4 separate regions of the Hordeum vulgare genome follow, and regions 1, 3 and 4 are each linked to region 2. A link is a contact called in public Hi-C data. All regions are on one chromosome and are shown on one strand. The core of a region is the stretch at or near the end of the contact, and the rest is flanking DNA. Distances in the headings are between cores, read along the strand shown. Region 1 holds the start of LOC123448702 (transcription factor RF2b). Region 2 holds the start of LOC123446505 (putative pentatricopeptide repeat-containing protein At3g16710, mitochondrial). Region 3 holds the start of LOC123448701 (nardilysin-like). Region 4 holds the start of LOC123446506.

Region 1 (2,700 bases), core at 101-2,600, 540 kb before region 2:
GACTTGAACTATTCCAACAGAGACATGTAGGTGAGGAAGGGGAAAAATGGCATGCCTTAGCGATCATTGATCTCCTACTTGCTTTCACTATCAAGTCATACAAATACATACAATAGGTTACAATAAGTTTGCATGCGTCACTAGTCTCTAATATTCTTTTGACTATAGGATTCGCATTTGTCCAATACCTTTCCAAGCATGGCAACTAAGTACACATGACAATCCAATCCTCCAAACCAATTCACATATCAGCACACTGCAAGACTTGTAGGTAAAGAATTAAGCGAATTACAGCTAGCCCTTTATTACTACTGAAGATGTTGGTTAACCCGCCAACTACCCAGCACCCGGCAGAAGGTGTTTTAAAGCATGCGCCATCACTCAGAAACAATGAGTTATCCAAAATCCCACCAACCAAACGCTAAAGAAGCACCACCTTAACTTCCCACCTGCCAACCAACCATCCAACACAATGCGCAAAGAAACAAATTAAGCCGCAAATGCGCATATTTTCTCTAAGCTGGAGGAAAAAAAATTCCCTTAAAAAACATGATAATTGTCCTTGAATGCCTCGCGCCATCGCCAGACACCTCGGAGGAACGAAAGAAGTTGATCTGTAGTATCCGTACGAACCAGACACTAGTGCAAGTATGCAGCATTGAGCATCGTAGTGTGGGGGCGGGGATGGGCACCTTTTGGCGCGCTTGGGGTCAATGGCTGCGAGCTCGGCGAGCTGCTCGGGGGACATGGCCTTCTTGGCCTCCAGGACGTCGGCCAGCGCTTGGGCGGCAGCAGCGTCCCTCCGCGCAGCGCTGCCGGCAGCGGAGAAGAGGCCGGAGCCGTCGACGGAGCTGCTGTAACGGTGCTTGGGGCGCGGTGGGGAGGAGGTCTCGGCGGCGCGGTCGCGGTCTGAGCCCGCGGCGGGGCCGGAGGAGATCTTCTCGATGTCCATGAACGTGGAGAAGAGGTCGTCCTCGGAGCCGATCTCGTCGAAGCCCGCGGAGGCGTCGCCGTCGGCGCCGCCGGCGATGTCGAGGTCGTCCGGGAGGCGGAAGGCGACCTCAGATCTGGCGCGGCGGTGGTGAGCCCCGCGCATGGCCGTGGCCGCCGCCGCCGCCATGGGCGGGGAAGGCGGCGGGAAGGGCCGGGCCGGCGGATCCGCGGGTTTGGGCTGCTGCATTGGGCGGTCGAGCCAGGGATTGGAGGAGGTGTAGATAGGGCGCGCAGGCGCAGGCGGCGGCTGCTGCTGCTGCTGCGCCTGTATGTTTTCCCTGTAGCTTTCGGGTTTGGTCTGGTTTTTAAGAGGTGGGGTTAGAGTGGGATCTGGGACTGTGGCCTGGCCTAGCTAGATGAGACTGGGAAGGGAAGGGAAGGGAAGGGGGATGGATGGGCATGCATGTGCATGTGCATGTCACTGGGAGGGAGGGAGGGACGACCGGACGCGTCGCCTTCTTCTCCTTGTTCTCTTCTTCTACGCACGGCGGGTCGGGTTACCATTTTTTTTTTTTTTTGCATGCTAATGGAGCCGGGATCTATCGGCACGTGCGCATGCTTGTGCGTGTCTATCGGCGCAGCCACACAGTGCCGACCGGTGGATCTTGCCCCCGACCCCGAGCTTCGCCGGTCTAGCTATGAGACATCCAACCAAGGAGCTGTTTGGGTTTCACCCACATCTTTTAAGAGAGAATTCTTCGTTGGACGCGGCTACCGTAGCTGGCGCATCTCAAGACGGCGAACAACGTATATTTGTTAGCGTCTTAAAAAAATTTAAAAGTCATAACTTTTGAACCGGTTGTCAGAATAATAATTTGTTTTTACGGGTATATTTTTTACGCGAACTCTTCAAAACTAGATCCCATATGGATAGGTTTCGACGAACTTTTTTTTAAGCAACTTTGTGTGCTATATGAGGCAACTTTAGTGATATAGGCAAGTAACTCCTTTCCCCCCTTAGTATATCTATCTATCAGCGAAGAATTTTTTTAAGTTGGTTACCACGACTAACAGTTGACTAGATTTACATCTAAAAGCTTTACATAATTAAACAATGATGATCAATTGCCTACAAATACTGTGAAATTACTCAATTTTGACGTTCAGTTGCCTACAAAATACTATAAAGTTGCTCAATTTTGATGCTCGGTTGCCTATTACTGATGGTCAATTGCCTACGGTTAATGTTCAGTTGTGTGCCATTAATGCTCATTTCTGTACTATTTGTGAATAGTTGCCATAATTGCACTCGAGTATCACAAAAAAGTGAGCAACTTTTAGTGTGTTTTTTGCGCAACTCCAGTGCATTCAACAAACAACTCATGTGTATACACACGATGCAATACATCTAGCATCAAAGTACTTCTATTTAACACTAAAGTTGCCTCATCTAGCATCGAAGTTGCTTTTAAAAAAAAAATTCAAAACATATTCATATGAGATCTCGTTTGAAGAGTTCGTCACGAGGAACCCAACGATGAAAACATATCATAATTTCGACACGCGGTTTGATAGTTATAGCTTTTTGAATTTTTTTCAGACGTGAATTAATGGACATCCAACGCATGCGGAGCCTAGCATGCACATCCGACGCATAATTTAACCATTTTAGTTTGGAAATAGCCGACCACATTTGCCTTGGTGTTGCTAAAGGGTGAAGTTATTTAACCTTCTAGTCATGATAGATAATTTTGAAGGAATTTTCGT
Region 2 (2,700 bases), core at 48-2,547:
CCGAACACCTCCTTGGCTTCCCTCAGGACCGAGATGTCCGCCGCACACTGCCGGCATAGCCCCCGGGCCAGGGTGTCCAGCGCGCGGCTGTCCGCCTCGAACCCGGCGTGCTCCATGCGTTTGAACGTCTTCCACGCTGCAGAGACTTCGCCTGCTCGCAGCAGAGCCGGCAGCACAATGCTGAAGCTGATCTTGTCCGGCGGGCAATCGTCGTTGTCGCACATCTCCATAAGCAGGTCATACGCTTTCAGCAGGTTCCCCTCCTTGCAATGGCCATTGAGCAGCGCGTTGTAGGTGAAAATCGTGGGCGAGAGGCCCAACCGGATGGCATCTTCAAAGATGGCCATGGCGTCCTCCGTCCGCCCCACCTTGCAGAACCCGTCCAGCACAATGGTGAAAGTGTAGATGTCCGCCGTCTGCTTGGGCGAGTCCTTGAGCTTGTTGAGGAGGACCCGCGCCTCCTCGAGGCGGCCAACGTAGCAGAGCCCGCCGATGAGGCTGTTATACGTGCGGATGGTGGGCTCGCTCCCGACGGAACGCATGGTGTCGAACACCTCCATGGCCCTGGTGACGCGTCCACGTTTGCAGAGGCAGCCCACGACGGCAGAGAAGGCAGAAACGCTGGGGAGGTAACCGCGAGCTACCATCTCGTCAAGCGTCTCCTTTGCCTCGTCGGGCGCGCCCTTCCTGCAGAAGCACTGCACGGCGATGGCGAAAGAGTGGGCGTCTGGCGCAACCACGCCGTTGGGCTCGAGCGCCCTGAACAGCGCGACAGCGGAGTCGTAGTCCCCGCCCCTCGCGAGCGCGGAGATGATGTCGTTGTAGTCGGAGATGGTGAGCGCCGCATCGTCGCGCTGCAGGAGGTCGAGCACCTTCACCCGCTCCTCCATGGGGAGGCTCATGATCCGCCTCGCGCAGTCACGCGCCCGGAGCTGAGCCTGAGAGCTCCTCCTCCCGCCGCCACTGTCACCCAATTCCCCGGAGCCCGACTCCAGAACTTTGGCTGACGCGGGATGTTGTTCTTTGAGGAGGCTGCCGTTGCCGTTGGACTGGAGCGCGCCGAGGAGCTCCGCGTCGTGGTCGTCTTGCGGTGGTGCTCTACAGAGGCAAACGAACGGCACCGCGGTTCGAGGGGGCAAGGAGAGGACACCATGGCAGCTGGAGGACGGAGGGGAGAGCGGGAAGGAGGAGTGGTAGAGAGACGCCATGGCCGTGGGGGCGGGAGCGTGGCCGCGGGGGGTAAGATCGAGGAGATGGATGGGGTTTGAAGGTGAGAGGATGAGAGGCTCTCGTACAACGCAAGTGTAGCGTCCACGCGCGGAAGACAAGGACTCGTGCGGGCCGGGATTTTTTTCTTCGAAAAGGACCACTAGGTATTGTCAAAAAAGACCAAATGTTGTATATTTTGTAAGAAGAGACCTCACCTCTACGTGGCGGCAAGCGCACCAGATCACGCGTGACACTTGCCGCCACGGGACCAGACGGTTGGGCCTTGCCGCCACCAGGTGAGGCGGTCGGCCTGGGTTTTTGTCCCAGCCAGCCACGCGACGGAACGGGGCCGTGCAGGTGGGACCTGCCACCACCGCTCGAGGCGGCCGGTCAGGACGCTACGCCGCACTGATTCCCACGCGTCGAAAGTGACACACGCTGATTTGCAGGCATCGAAAGTGGCGCTAGACGGCTCCATTTTCTCGCCTAATTTTCATCTGTATCCGCGCCCTTTTTTCCTACTAAATTTTGCATGTTCGCGCCTTATTTTCCCGCCTTCACATCCGTTTGAGACTATAAAAGAAGGCACTGAAACACTCTTCGCCTTCATGACTTTATGTAGTTTTTGTATGATGATGCATCTTAATTTCAAAAATTTAATATATCTTATTTTATGCAAGCAATTATCAATTGAAAAAATGCGTCGAAATATATCGAGAACTTTTATTTCATCAAACTACATAGATGTATTGTACCTATATCTGAAAGTTTGAAACTGACATAGAGAGATACAATAGTTCGCACACATAGATAGACGAATCACCCTACGCGACGATGGCCAGCTGGCCTTTCCCGACGACCGGAAGGTGACAAGCGATTAGGGGGTCTGTGTTCACGTAGACCACGGTCGTACTGTCCCTACTGTTCATGTGTCTGCGACTCATGCATAGGTGGTGGACTCTGCAATTCATATTGTGATGATGACTCGAAATTATAGGTGTATGGCTGTGACTCAGAAGGGATATAAGATGGGCCAATAACGTCCTTCTCGAAAAACTCATTTAGCATTCCTCGGAGCCCGCATTGAGTATCATGCGTTTCTGTGAGTATTTCTTTGTGTACGGCACACTCGGTTTCTTCGTGTTCCCATGATGCATCATGAATTCCTGCACAGAAAAAATGTACGTAAATAAAAGTCATGTAAATGTTGTACACCTGTAATTGCTTATTATACTCGTACATACCTGACCGTTGTTGTAGCTTTGTGATCCCTCACATGTAGTGTGTTGGTTTGTCTGAGACAAACGAGTCTCCTCGGGCATTCCGATCCTTCGCGTGGAGGCATATGGCTGAGATCCGTCACCTTGGGTGTATGCGCCATATCCTGTATATGCATCCTGGTCCATGAAATGAGTCTCCTCGAGCATCGAACCCAAGCCTGGAACATGTACCTGGGATGACTGCCCGTGTAGTGGCAGAGACGAGTCATGT
Region 3 (2,700 bases), core at 169-2,668, 770 kb before region 2:
GACAAATATGGCAGAGTGTCATTATGTATATCACCAAAATGCTTCAGTATTCATTCTCAAAAAGGAAATGCTTCATTATTTTTCTACCGAAACAAACATTGATCCAAGCAGAATGTGTGATGGTAATAGATATAAGGGAAAAGGACAATAAAACGCACATAACTTTCTCAGACACGGCTAATCTCGGGGTTTGACTCACAGAAGAGAAGAAGGGAGTGTAAAAGCATAGACATTGTACAAACCTCGTTTTCATCTGGAAAAACAGAGCTCCCCATAAAAAGCATGTGCTCTGCAGAAATTCAGAACACTCTGAGATTACTATAAGCTAGAGCGTACATATCATCAGACTAGTTCCCTCCAACTTTTGGATAGCATCGAACAGAAGGCTTGGTAGTTTTAAGCTTTTAGCTGATGCATATGATCAGCCATAATACAAGATCGGTAAAACAAAGATGACAATGATTGCATACCTAGAAAATGAGCCAAGCCCTGTGCCTTTGGAGGGTCCGCAAAACTGCCCATTCCAACACACACTGCAGCAGCAGCCTGAAATTCGATGGATCATGTAAGGAAAAGCAAAACCAAACATGAAACTTGCAGGCAGCAATACTCACGGCTATCAAAATGCACCTATTCCAGAATTGCAGAAATATAGCAAAAAGAGAAAGCGTAATATCTCTTACAGCACAATCCTGAACAAATCCGTCAAGCTAGCAATTGGTTCTAACCACTTGGACACACGAATTATTCTCAACAGTTCAATTTACATTCCATCGGTTATGATCCACCTGTCTGATCGTTGCCAGTTCCACTAAATTATGCTAGATCCAGCTATCGTTCATAATAGCAGCATCACGGCCACCACAGAGGAGAGTGATCCAATGTACTAGCAAAATTAGATTGAATAGAACAAGTAGAGGTATGTAAGAGCAAAACTCATCGGTACCTTCTTAATGACCGGCTCGGAGCTGCCCTTTTCCTTCTTCCTCTTGGGCTCGCTCCCATCCTCGTCCTCCTCGCCTTCTTCTTCGTCATCGTCGTCCTCCCCGTCCTCGTCGCTATACTCTTCGTCATCTTCTTCGTCGTCCTCGTCATCATCTTCTTCGTCGTCCCCGTCGTCCATGTCCAAGTCTTCGTTGGGCTTGGGGGCAGGGCCGCCGTCGGCGTAGATCTCAGGGTCGTGGATGAGGAGGGCGCAGAGGCCATTGGCGAGGCGAAGAAGGCGGTAGGAACGGTTATCGGTGGGGGACTTGACCACCAGCTCGTCGTCGCGAGACACAGCCGCCGCCATCTCGGCCGTCCGCCGCCGCCTGTGGGTACGAAGGAGGGAGGGACGAAGGTGGTGGGAGATAGGTATGCGGCGGCAGTAGCAGCGCGGGCCTCCTCTCCTGTTTCCTTGGTTTATATCTTGGTTTTGTTTATTTAGGGTTACAAAGCTTTGGCCTACTATTTGTATCAAGGAATCGCTTCCGACGCAACACGCAAGTGCGTTCCAAACGGGGATTTATGCGACCCTACCGCCTTACCTCATTTTTATTTTACACGTCTCTCCCTAATAATAAAGCAAATTAAGTTTCTGGTCGTCCGTTGTGGCATTTTTGTGAAAACATCCTTGTCGTCTCGGGTAATTAACCCGTAGTTCTATTTTAAGTGGATACTTTAAGAAAACGTTTCGTTCTTACACAAAACCCCTTGTAGTTTTGCCTACTCAACCCGCGATCCTTTTTCACCTGAATCTGGATAGGGTCAACGCGGCGGCTCGAGCGGCTGGGGCGATGCGGCGGCTCGAGCTCCCCCTCCCCTCCCGATCCGGGCTTGGTGTGGATGGATCTGGCGGCGGGTGCGGCGTCTTGCTCCGGTGGCGACGACACCCTGCCTATCCAGAGAAAGAGAGAGTGACATGGCGTTAGGAAGAGAGGACCCAAAGGAGAAGGAGAAGGGGCACAAGGCGAGGGAGGCGATCGTGGGCGCGGATCAGGGCGAGGCGGTCCGGGTCGACGTCCACCAAGACGTCCTTGCCGTAGGTGAGGCGGTGGAGAAGCCAGTCGTGGCGACCGGCTAGGCGCTGCTCTTGCGCGCTGTCATCGACGCCGGGGAAGAAGGGGCGTTGGCAGGCCGGGAAGAATCAGGGCTCGTACCGGCAGCTCCGCTCGTGCTCCTCCACGGCATGCCGCGGCAGGGACGCAGCGTAGCCGTGCTGGAGGTTGCGGCACGCGAAGAGGACCGACCCGACCATCCTCGCGACGGCGCGGCTGCGGGTGTAGTCCTTGGAGCCGAAGAAGGGGCGTTGGCAGGCCGGGAAGAAGCAGGGCTCGTACCGGCAGCTCCGCTCGTGCTCCTCCACGGCGTGACGTGGCAGGGACGCAACGCAGCCGTGCTGGCGGTTGCGGCACGCGAAGAGGACCGACCCGACCATCCTCGCGACGGCGCGGCTGCGGGTGTAGTCCTTGGAGCCGTAGCGGGTGCACACCGTCGCCATGTGGTAGGCGTCGTGGCAGGACACGGTGTGGCAGCCGAAACAATCGCCCATCTGTCGGCATCAGGTCCGGATCAAGCCGGATGCGAGCACCATCGCCCGATCTACTACCTGGAAGCGGCAGCAACCACCCCACGCGGCCACCGAGCGCGCGGGACCCGTCGGAAAGCACGCGGAACCCCAGCACGGGAGCTGAGCGAGCGACGGCACGATAGGCGGCTGGA
Region 4 (2,700 bases), core at 42-2,541, 530 kb after region 2:
TCAAAAAAGTTATTTAACTAAAATAGGAAAATAACTTTGAAAATAATTATTTTGTGGTTTTAGGAAGTCTTTTGAATAATAGGATTCAAATAAAGTCGTTTGGGTAAAACATCCCTCCTAAATTGGGGACTTGCAGTCCAAATCCCAATCAAGGGTTTTGGAGAACTTGAAATGGTTAAATGCCTTCTGTCAAAATAATAATTTATAAAAATGGTTTTTTGGTTTCATTCACATTGGGCAACGACTTGCGGTCAAGGAGGTATGTTTTAGAGAGAAGGACAACTATACTGATTCATAAACTCAATTAGTCACACAAGCAAGTTGCAACAAAAAATCGGTCATCACAAACATGAAAAAAGTTTAGTTGGTTTCAATTTTATAAAAACAACATGCTGCAAAAGTGGTACAACACAGTTTGTGACAGACCTGTCCCCTTACAAGAATCTCATCCCCAAGATTCCTAGGCTAGGCGTTAAAAAGAGAAGGAAACTCGGATCTGAGGTAGTCTTCACGCTCACATGTTGCTTCTGTTTTAGTGTGGTTGGTCCACTAGACCATGAAGTACTTGATGATGTGTCTTCTGGTGCAATGTTCGACTTCGTTTAAGATGCGGACTGATCTCTCACGATAAGTGAGGTGTGGTTGAAGATCGATGGCTTAGCGATCGATATCCTTGTAGAGCTCAGGGCGGTTGGGAACTTGAAGGCACTTTTAAAGTTACGACGCCTGGAAAACGTTATGCACTTTCCAAAGTTCAGATGGTAGGGCGGCGGCAAAACCAAAAGGAAAAAACGCAAGATTTAGCAGCCGGAGGGCGATTTCTACAGCTCACCACATAAAAATGCACGCTGAAACACATATACGAAAACTGTTCGGAGAATTTCTATGGTCCTGTATTGACGGTTATTTTGCGACCAAACGAATATAGCGCCTCAGCACTTGGTTGGACTGGACCTACCTACTAGCGTATGGACTATCCAGGACAGTCGGTGGCTTTGATACTTCTCCCCTTCTCCCGCCTAGTGGTATTTTGTGTTGAAAAGTTGCAGTAGGAAACGGGGAGAAAGCTAGACCTGATTGGACAGGTCCACTCCAAGACCAAAGGCGTGGTGCCAAAGCTGCTCTTGTTGAGCTGTTATGCACCAGTTGCCATCCCATCGCTGCCGTTAATTAGCGTACATAAGTATGTGCATAACCATCTTGGTCCCCACGTGTTCAGGTGACTCCGGAGACGATGCAACGAATACAACGGAGAACTGACAGTGCCAACGCCCTCAAACAAAATTTTAACTTTATACTAATTTGTGTTCTAAAAATTATATTAAGGATAAAGCAATTTCAACACAAATCCATTTGATCCGTTTTTTATTCGTTTTGGGATGCGTGTCCGCACGTCCGTGTTTGCTTTTTCATTTAGGAATGCAGATGCATCCAACATCCAACAGGGACGGATGCATTTTTTGATATGTCCGTCCGACATTCAGTCGAACATCTGGTGGGCGAACTCCCGCAGCGCCACCTCGCAGCTCCGACAACCTCGCCTTCGCCCCGCCCTGTAGCTGCCTGCGCTCAACTCGCTCGAGCCATTGCGCCCACGCCGCGCCACCGTCTGCATCAACGCTGTCGCGCCCCCGCCAGGCGCCGTGAGGCCCTTCGCGGGCGTGCTCTCCATGGAGGCCCTGAAGCGCGACATCAGGACCTCGCCTGGCGCGAGTGCCCCGTCGTCTCCGTCCTCTCCATCCACGTCGGATAGGCCGCCTCCTCCCTCGTACCACTGACCACCACCTGCCCGGGCTCCGTCGTCGTCGTCTAGTGCGCCTCCTTCCCAGAGCGTTCCCGCCCCAAGCTCCTGCGTCGCTCGCCCCTGCTCTACGCCCGCTCATGTTGTGCCCCGCGTCGCGCGCTCGCCCCTGCTCTGCGCCCACCCGTGGTCCGGCCCGCGTCGCGTGCTCGCCCTGCTCTGCGCCAGCCCGTGCTCCGGCCCTCTCCATGCTCCGCGCCCGTGCTCCGTCCCAGCCGGTGCTCCGCCTCCCCTGTTCCGCGCCCGTGCTCCGCCCCTGCCGATGCTCCGCGTCCCCTGCTCCGCGTTCATGCTCCGCCCCCTGCCCGGTGCTCCACGTCCCCTGCATCACAGAGGAAGGAGCTGGTGGAGGTGGGCACGGGCGCATGCAAGACCGGCGGCTTGCGGAGCTACGGCGGTTGCGGCTGCTAATGTGCCGGTGAGCAGCAGCGAGGACGAGGCGACGGGGACATGCAGCGGGCGAGGGCGCGTGCAGGACCGGCGCGGGGGGGGGGGGGGTGCTGCTTCTCCCCGCCCAGTCACTGATGGGTGAGACCAGGGCGTACACGAGCGGAAGGAGACGACGGGAGCGTTCATTTTTATCCATTGCAGACCCACTTGTGACTCATATTTGGGTTCAGTTTGGGTCAAAAACGGACATTAGGCGGACACGTTGTTCATTTGGGTCGCCCCGTTTGGCAAAGTTTTATATCCAAATAACTCAAACGTATTTTAGTACGGAGGGAGTAAAATGGAGGCAAGCAGCAACTGACGTATGCTTGGGAGGCAGCCAGCGACTTGACGACAGACAGCCGGCCAAGCAGTGCAGAGCTTGCATTGCCTAGATGAAGGATAGATAGATCGGCTCTTCATTTGATGGATGGTCAAAATTCAAAAAGGTGCATCATACTAAAACTAAG

What was found. A called contact is a pair of places that touch in the nucleus more often than the background predicts.
Region 1: a contact with region 2 is called in a Hi-C map of seedling, with 4 times the contacts expected there. The contact joins the promoter of LOC123448702 here to the promoter of LOC123446505 in region 2. A contact is called at or near these places in 2 of 6 Hi-C or Micro-C datasets (leaf and seedling) and 1 of 1 datasets of contacts at active chromatin or transcription factors (embryo).
Region 3: a contact with region 2 is called in a Hi-C map of seedling, with 4 times the contacts expected there. The contact joins the promoter of LOC123448701 here to the promoter of LOC123446505 in region 2. A contact is called at or near these places in 1 of 6 Hi-C or Micro-C datasets (seedling) and 1 of 1 datasets of contacts at active chromatin or transcription factors (embryo).
Region 4: a Hi-C map of seedling shows a contact between it and region 2, with 8 times the contacts expected there. The contact joins the promoter of LOC123446506 here to the promoter of LOC123446505 in region 2. A contact is called at or near these places in 3 of 6 Hi-C or Micro-C datasets (leaf and seedling) and 1 of 1 datasets of contacts at active chromatin or transcription factors (embryo).

Annotation. Positions count from the first base shown.
Region 1 is chr4H:392,079,911-392,082,610 of MorexV3_pseudomolecules_assembly, forward strand. LOC123448702 (transcription factor RF2b) reads right to left here and starts at 1,351. Exons shown (of 4, transcript XM_045125670.1): 1 at 693-1,351. The coding sequence starts at 1,180.
Region 2 is chr4H:392,624,144-392,626,843 of MorexV3_pseudomolecules_assembly, forward strand. LOC123446505 (putative pentatricopeptide repeat-containing protein At3g16710, mitochondrial) reads right to left here and starts at 1,298. Exons shown (of 1, transcript XM_045123082.1): 1 at 1-1,298. The coding sequence starts at 1,208.
Region 3 is chr4H:391,857,776-391,860,475 of MorexV3_pseudomolecules_assembly, forward strand. It overlaps LOC123448701 (nardilysin-like), which reads right to left and starts at 1,419. Exons shown (of 19, transcript XM_045125669.1): 1 at 947-1,419; 2 at 471-546; 3 at 243-289. The coding sequence starts at 1,291.
Region 4 is chr4H:393,149,662-393,152,361 of MorexV3_pseudomolecules_assembly, forward strand. LOC123446506 reads left to right here and starts at 1,292. Exons shown (of 1, transcript XM_045123084.1): 1 at 1,292-2,518. The coding sequence starts at 1,882. The coding sequence ends at 2,223.